Linked DNA regions of Mus musculus: region 2 is linked to region 1. Evidence: chromatin contacts called from public HiChIP or PLAC-seq data. All regions are on one chromosome and are shown on one strand. Each heading gives the region's core, a stretch centred on a gene start, on an enhancer-like site or on the middle of the called end of the contact. The rest is flanking DNA. Distances are from core to core; before and after follow the strand shown.

Region 1 (4,360 bases), core at 987-3,486:
AGGCAGAACTTCTTTAGATTTGATGCCAAAAGCTCAAGTGACCTAAATATGTTTGTCTCTTCAAAATTAAAAACCTGTGCCTTGGACTGGAGGTGTAGGTCAATAGGAGAGTGCTTGACTGGCATGTTCAAAATCCTGGGTAAGATCTCTGGGACCTTCAGCAAAAGAAAAAGAAACATGTACTTCAAAGAATAGGTGAAAAGATCCATAGAAGGCACGAAAATGTTTGCAAGTCATTTCTCTAGACAATGGTATTTGGACTATTTTTAAAAAACTTTTTTAAAGCCTAATTTTTAAAAAGGACAGTCAGGAAACCAAAAGGTGATTAACACTATTCACAATCAGCTAACATTTCACACCTACTAGAGTGGTTAAAATAAAGTGACAGGGAAGTTTTGGTGATGGGGAGAAAACTGGTATAAATTCAGAGAGGTACCAGTGCTTTGGAAATTGGCAATTCTTCAAAAGCTTGTGGAGAGTTTCACTCCTGAGTTTGTACCAGAGAAATGTCTAAAGCCTTGAAAATGAATTTTCAGAATCGTGTGATTGTATAATAGGCTCTAAATGGAAACAATCCAAATGTCTACCAAAGACTCAGCAAATTGTGGTATATCCAGAGGATGGAATAGCAAAAAACAAATAAGCAAATAAAAAATAGTTCTAATACATGCTGGAGTATAGATGAACTTTGAAAGCATTCTGAGTGAAAGGTCTGCCACAAAACAGTTGTTTTTTGCCCCCCCCCCCCCCGCCACTCCCTTGAGACAGTATCTCAGACTGTAGCCCAAGTTAGCCTAGAATTCACTATGCCCAGGCTTGCCTTGAACTCATTAATCTGCTTCCTCGGGCTTCTGGCTGCTAGAATGGAAGGCATGAGCCACTATGCCAGGCAAAAGATCATATAATAGTACAATTCTGTCTACAGAAAATGCTCAAAATAGGCAAATCTATAAATATAGGTAATGAATACAGGATTTCTTTTAAAGGGGTCAAAATTCTGTAAAATTGACTGATTATATAGTTCTATTAATATGGAAACCTTCAAAATAGTGTTTGTGTGCTTGGAGGGGGGGAGATGCCGAAGTGCATTTGCCTTATTTTTTGTGGAGGGGGAACTGGGGATAGGGTTGGGAGTAGGTGTCCTATGGCCTCTGTGTAAAGATGGGAGGACAGACAACATTCTAAAGTAAGCTCTCTCCTTTACCATGTGTTTCCTGGAGAGTCACACTGCGTTTAACAGGCTTAGTGACAAGTTCCTTTACCTGTTGGACCATCTCTCTAGCTCTGAAAAATTAATTCTAGATAGGATCTCACTGTGTACCTCTGTTCTAGAACACACTATATAGATCAGGCTGGTCATAAACTCAGAGATTTGTCTGCCTCTGCCTCCCAAGTGCTGGGATTAAAGGTATACACCTCCACACCTGGCTACAATTTAAAAACAAAAATATGTCTGTGTGGGGGTATTTCACAAGAGTGCAGAGACCTACAGATGTCAACATCATATTTCCCAGTGTTGCAGGCAGTTGTGACCGTCTCCTCCCACCCCCCCACCCCACCCCCCAAAAAAAAAATGGATACTGGGAACTATCCTCTGCGGGTACTCAGAATCTTAATTGATGAGCCATTTCTCTAGGTCTCTGAATTAATAAAATGCAGGCTGAGGATATGGTTCAGTTTAGAGTTCTTGTTTGCTTAACCTAAATGAAGCTTGGGTGTGAGGATGTGTTGGACCCTAATTATATTCTTACAGAATGTGGTAGCACATGACTAATCTCAGCAACTCAAGATGTAGGAGCAGAAGGATCAGGAATTCCTTAGCTACAAAACAAACCTTAAAAAAAAAAAATACCAGTCTATCTCCCTAGGTGGGGTGCTCTTTTTCAGACATGCAGGCCACTCTGGGTTATACCATCTAAATATAAAGTAGTATGTCTCGGTATTATAGATGGCATGTAAGGCTTTTATTTAGTTCTCCATGTGTCATTTGGAGACTACATATAAATGCAGTCTTGTTTTGTTGGGGTTCTCCCCTCACTCTTTTATGGTTAAAATTAATGAATCATCTAAACTAAAACATACACTGAAACCAGCTAGTTCAAATCTTCCTTTTTATGGCCTTAACTGTAAGTCTGGCAAAATTTAGAGAAAATATTCCCAGTAAGACACTGCCACTGGAGAGGGGGTGTGGCCAACAGCCGCATGTTAAGGCTGTAAAGAGTGAGCTCTTATTTCCTACTGGCTGAAAATATACAGCTGTTGGTGACAGGCTGCATTCTTTAGTAGTGACTTTATTTTTCCTTCACCACAAGCCAGACTTGTACTATTTCCAGCCTTGGATATTATTTAGGCATGTCCCACACTGCATTGTTTTAGTTTCGGAAATTGTATCATATTCCCTAACTTGAATAAACAGCTTTAAAGAGCAGGGTCTCCTTGTACTCAATTGTCCTTAGGCTTGCTGTGTAGCCAAGGATGATTTTGAACCTGTGATTCTCCTGCCTTCACCTGAATTGCTGGTGTTACAGGTGTATTTTACCATGCTGGTATTGAATCCAGCGTAATGAAGACACATTTACTTTTGGGATGTGCGTGGGGCAGGAGTTGAGACAAGGCTGTATGTAGGCTTGGCTGCCCTGGAATTCACTGTAGACCAGACTGGCCTCTGCTTCCCAAATGCTAGGATTAAAGGCACATTTTACATTTTCATTTGTTTCTTTCCTGGCTTATGTTAAGATTAGGGCCCAAAGTATAATTGACAACATTTGCCATTTTATATAGATGCTTTTTTAAATATATAACAAGGAACTAGGAATATAGTTTGGCCTAGCATGTATACAACTATGGGTTTGATTTCCAGCAGAATACATGTTATATAGTAAAAATCAGAATATTTTAGAACTTTATTAGTGGGCCAAAACTGAGGGGTGAATATCTAACTCATTATCTATCATATTGTTTTCTGTTCATTGTATATTGTGTTTTCTATAATGTTGTGTTTTTCTCAAGGAAGATTTTAGTTTAAAATTATTTCCTTAGGGCAAATACTTTTCAGTACCCTTCCACCCAAGCAGATGGGAAACTAAACAAATTATTAAGGAAAATATTGTTTTGAAATATATTTGCTTCTCAGGTTATGAGTTCCATATTACCTCAATTTGGATTTGTATAACAAATCTGTTTCCTATCAATGGTAAATGATGGTTTGATAAGACAGTTTTTAATCCAGTGCTTGGGAAGCTAAAGCAAAATGACAACATGGGCTTACATGTCAAGTCTCTGCTGTAAAAAAAAAAAAAAAAAAAAAAGTGTGGGGGGGGAGCTGGGAGCATAAGATGGCTCTGCAAGTAATTGGTATGCCAGATGAGAGGACCTGAGTTCAATCCCCCAGACCTACATAGTGGAAAGAAAGTACCAACCACATTGTTCTTAGACTTCAAACACACTAAATACAGAAATACAAGTAAAGAGCAAAAATATTTGGTAGAATAGAGGGAAAAGAAGAATCTAAAGGAATCAGAGGATGACTAACCTCTTGTCATTCTGTTTGTATATCCACCTTGGGAGACTTAAGTGAGGTCATCATAGAGTGGGCTGGGCACTGAGACCCTGGATTATGTATTTTCCTTGCCTATTATTTATGTTTATTTACTTGAGACATATTTTCACAATGTATCCCTGGCTAGCCTAGAACTTGGTATGTAAATCAGGCTAGTCTCAAGCTAGAAGCAATCTTCTTGTCACTACTTCCCCCGAATTAGGATTATAGGTATGAACCGTACCACCTGGCAGTATAACATTCTTTAAAAACAGACGAAAAAGAATATATATGTCTTCTGGTTTGCTGGTGTGGAACTTTAAGGCTCAGGTATTAAGTAATATGCTAAAATTATACTTAAGTGCCAGGTCTGAACTTCTATGAAATGCATTTTCTTTTTCTATTCTTCTCTGTCATTAACCTAGAGAAACAACATGGAAATTCTCAGTTGAGAAGGTTGTTGAAGGAGCAGAAATATAGTTTGCTTTTGGACCCAAGTTAAATCTAAAGCCAAGTATTGTCATTTAGAGAAGAAATAACTGATTGTAATTTATATCAGGTTTTCCCTTTTGCTTTTATTATGCCTTAGTCCAAATCATTTCAAAATTCTGATATGTGATATAGATAGGAATGACATAAAATTTCAGTAATGTGTTTTATAATATTTGAGTTGGAATTATGTGCCTGGGGCAAAGATAATTGCTGTATTAGTCCAAATGCAATGAACTATCTTTGTATTCAAAGAAAAGGTTACAGCTAGTGTACCAAAGTACCCAGTCTCTAAGTATGTTTTGGCCTGTATCCCTACTGGTGTTTTATGTG
Region 2 (4,360 bases), core at 1,364-3,863, 240 kb before region 1:
TGGACCCACCTGGGGAAAAAAAGAACCCATTCCTGTAAGATTGTCTGACCTTCACACATGCAATGGGGCATGCATACACACACACACACACACACACACACACACACACACACACACAAAGTGGGGGCAGGGGAGAAGGGGAAGGAAGGAAGAGGGAGAATAAATAAATTTTTAAATTAAAAAAATCCAATGAAATTTAGTGTTCTTGGGAAAAGTTGTCAGTTAACAGCTACACAGTTTTAAGATCTTTTAAAACATGTCTCTAAGTATCCTTACAAATTGCAAACCGTAACATTTCTAGATAGTTTTTATTAGTGAAATTCCAAAGTACTTCATTTTCATTCTTTTCATGAACAGGGTTAACAACAACAGTAATTACATTTGACTAATAACATATAAAGAAAATACAGGACTTCACTAATTACATACTCATTATATAACTTTATAACAAAAAGAAAAAAAAAGAGTTCTGGAGAGATGTCTCAATGGTTAAAAACACTTACTGGCCTTCCAGAGGACCCAACTTCAGTTCCAATACCCACATCAGGTAGTTCACAAACCACCTGTAACTCCTACTCCAGGAAATCAATGTCCCTTGCCTCTGAAGGCACCTGCACTCACTTGCATACCCCCATACACAAACACACATAAGCTCATAATTAGAAAATAATAAAATTGGGACTGGAAAAACTGCTCATTGGTTACAAGCACTTGCTGATCTTCATAGAGAGAAACATACCAAAAATCTCCAAGAGGTTCCACAGCTACTTGCTACTTCTGAAGACTCTAATTAGCCAAGTGATGTCTGCTGATACAGACTCACATGGAGAGTTGCTAAAACAGACTCACATGCTGAGGTAAGACACTGTGGTGAGGTAAGACTGGTAGAGGACAAGTGATGTTTGGAGAAAGTATAAATAGGACCCAACGGACAGTGACAGGGGTTTGGTCTGCTGGTACAACCAGCTCTGCAGTACCTCTCGGTCTCAAATCTTCACTGATCTTCACCACTTTGTTGAGAAAGGCACAGCAGAGAACTTCTCCTGGTGTCTCCTGGTCTAAATCCCTCCTGCTGATTCATGCCCCTGCTAGGTCCTGCCACCACTACTGCTATGCCAACTACTGAACTGAACTGCTGGTATATATGTGAAGTGTTTGTGAGTGGATCAAACTGCCCCTGCTGACCTTTGAACTGAACTGCTGATTTCCCAAAACGCAGGGCTGGAGAGATAACCGGGTAATTAAGAGTATCTCACTTCTAAGGACCCACATGGTGGCTGACAATAATCTGCAATTCGAGTTCCAAAAGATCTGATGATATGTTATTCTGGCCACCATGGATACCAGATACACATGTGCTACAGATAATGCAGGCAGGCAAAACAGACATATACATAAAATAAAAATAAATCATTTTTGAAAACATCAGTCTCCAATCAAGCTGCTATTCTGAGCCACTTCCCCAGAACATTACCACTGAACAATAATAAATATAAAGTATAATGCTTAAGTCTACAGAGCAAAGGATCAGACCATGAATTTCTGATAAGAAAACCAACCTTTCTCATTACTTGAGGATGTTTCATAGAAATATCAAAAACAAATATTAACTATGATTAAATCCTAGAAGTATCTTAAAATTAGAACTTTCTATTCATTTTCAAATGTATCAAAGAGGGACTTTTGCTCATGATACCATAGGCATATAAGTACACAAAATTATACAGACCACAAGTGCATTTTCTCAAGTAAGCAACCTTCTCCTCTAAACAAAACTATTTGACCAAAATTAATGTTACCCTCCAAATGTCCACCATAAGTCTTAATGTCTTCATGCCAACCTACTATTAAACTTTTCTCCAAAATTACTGGACTTTTTGCATCAAAACAAAATAATCTGAAAGGTTTACTTTACATTTAACATTTCATTTGACAAATGCCAATAAAAGGAGAAAGAGAAGGAGGAGGAGGAAGAAGAGAAGGAAAAGAAAAAGGACTCAGACTTTAAGACTGAAAGTCCTTCATCCATTGAATACCCCTATTCTGAGAATCCAGTAAGTTCCAATGCTAAAATCTGTTCAGCATCAGATACTCAAAATGTTTTACAATTTGGAACATGAGATTGTAGACTTTTGGATTGGAGACAGTCAATGAGGAAAATCTATTCAAAATCTGTAAAACTATTAACACATTAACTAGTTGTTTCCGGTATTTCAGGTGAATGGCACAAAACACATGCATGAGGAGCATGACAACAGGTCCTTCTCTTTTTCTCCCAAGTGGTTGTCTGTAGTGACTTCTTTCCACTTAACTATATCTTACCTTATTAATTGCTTCATAAAGTTACCTAGCTTTCTCTCTGTCCATTCCTGATCCCTCCTAAATGAGTTAAAAGAGAGAGATGGATATTATACTTAGTATATTTCTCCTGATGCACAATCTTTCTCCTAGTTGCTCATGAGCAAACATATTCATGCCAATGGGCACCAACAATACCCACCCAAGTCTCAGTTGATGAACCAATGGATTTACTGGAGCTACTTACAACAGCACGGGTAACTCTCAGGCAGCTGCATCTCAAATGACTCACAAAAGCTACATCACTGGATGACTGCAGTGGAAAGTTACATCATCTGTGTAACTTGTAGGCAGCTCTACTAAAGAGTCGCTCATGCTCCTTTAAGTAACCCCAATAAACTACCTGGTCCACAAAGCTAGACTTAAAACAGAATTGTGTCCTTGGTCTATTATTAGTTCCTTATCTATACTGAATTTGTTCACAGCTCCTCAAGATAAGTCATGAAACACAACTATCCCCAAATAAGGACAGATTAGAACCAAAGATGAATCTAGCATATCGCCTTCTATGTGTTCTAAGACATAGGGCATCTGAGAGTGGAGCAGTAAGGACAACCCAAATAAAGCCATTCTTCCCTAGGTTACATTTGTGTGTGCCATCTTGCTATGGCAGCAGCTGAACTGGCCTTTCGATGGATAAGAAAACATTCAGATAAGGCTGAGACATATGGAGGTAACATCTCAGGGTTGTCATCTTCTATGTGGTATTGAGTACAACACTTCCTTGACTAATAGAGTCCACAGTGTGGCAGAAGTACTAGCAGATACGTTGTAGTTCCTGAGAGTAGCACTTACAAAACTCAGCTATAAGCAAGTTACAATAGCAGTTTCATGGCCTCTAAAATAAGCAAATGAGGTATGGCTTAACCAATAATGAGGGTGTATAAGGAAAATGAGATCTTATACTATACTAACTTAGCTGAGAATATATTTCTTTTTTATAATTTTTATTAGACTTATTTATTATTTTATATCTGAGTGTTTTGCCTGCATATATGTATGTGTACCATTTATTTGCATGCCTGGTGCCCACAATGGTCAGAAGAGGTTATTGACTGCTCTAGATCTGGAGTTACTTAGGGTATGAACCACCATGTGAGTGCTAGGAATCAAAACCCAATCCTCTGGTAGAGCAACAAGTGCTCTTAACAGCTGAGCCATCTTTCCAGCCCTGAGAGGACATATTTTAAAATTCCTTTACTGAGCATTTTCAAATTAGGAAAGGCTGCTAGAAATTTTTGTAGGCAGTGCTCTCCAAAGTGTCCTCAGGGGCTGAGATGTAACTCAACTGGAAGAGTGCATGATTAGCGTATGTAAGGAAGGCCCTGGGACCAACCCTAGCTATACGAATGTGTAATCCTAGCACTTAGGAGATAGAAGCAAGGTGACAAGGTTGAAGCCAGCCAATACTGCAGAGGAAGACCAGCCTGAGCTATTAGCAGGAGCATGTCTCCAAAAGGAAAGAATAAGCCTATGTATGTCACCAAGTCCTACTGCATGCAGCTCACATACACACTGCTCTAGTCTCATCTAATTGACATGCAGCACCAGATAGGTCTAGAACTGTTCCAGATCCATAGCAATCATCCCCATCAACAAAGATGTAAAATTCCTCATGAACACATCAGTAACTTAAGAATATTTAAAACAATAACAAATCATGATTGATGGGTTTATGCCAACAGGACAAACCTGGCTCCACATTTTTTCAGCTCTATTATAATCTTATGACACCATCATTGTATATGCAGCTCTTGACCAAAACACCATTATGTGGTTTATGACTGTACTATTATACAAATTTTATTCTGGAGAGTTATAAATTCTTTCCTTTATTTGAAAGAAAAAAACACTAGAGCAATAACAAGTTTATGTAAACTAAAAAATTAGGTTGGTAAAATTGAAATAATAAGCTTCAAAACAGTAATGTTTTGGTAAATTTCACAAAACTGCTGATAGTACATCTTTTAGTAACAAATTGAAGAATGGATTCTAGTAAGGG

What was found. HiChIP or PLAC-seq counts read pairs in DNA pulled down with a chosen protein or histone mark.
Region 2: a contact with region 1 is called in an H3K27ac HiChIP or PLAC-seq map of embryonic fibroblasts, with 8 times the contacts expected there. The contact joins two enhancer-like sites. A contact is called at or near these places in 1 of 15 datasets of contacts at CTCF or cohesin (the NIH/3T3 cell line), 2 of 484 Hi-C or Micro-C datasets (the C10 cell line and cortical neurons), 17 of 115 datasets of contacts at active chromatin or transcription factors (the NIH/3T3 cell line, the SCID.adh cell line, bone marrow-derived macrophages and 11 more) and 3 of 9 other capture datasets (adipose tissue, liver and pancreatic islet).

The regions. Positions count from the first base shown.
Region 1 is chr4:109,458,522-109,462,881 of GRCm38.p6, reverse strand. All of the region lies in intron 1 of Rnf11 (ring finger protein 11), which reads left to right. Among named protein-coding and RNA genes, the nearest start is that of Rnf11, 16 kb to the left of the region's middle. Within about 2 kb of position 2,236, at least 98 of the 459 cell types and tissues checked have an H3K27ac peak or open chromatin away from gene starts, as enhancers often do. A contact at or near this core is called in embryonic fibroblasts, where this site is marked.
Region 2 is chr4:109,703,779-109,708,138 of GRCm38.p6, reverse strand. The region is part of intron 1 of Faf1 (Fas-associated factor 1); the gene reads right to left. Among named protein-coding and RNA genes, the nearest start is that of Faf1, 29 kb to the right of the region's middle. Within about 2 kb of position 2,613, at least 6 of the 459 cell types and tissues checked have an H3K27ac peak or open chromatin away from gene starts, as enhancers often do. A contact at or near this core is called in embryonic fibroblasts, where this site is marked.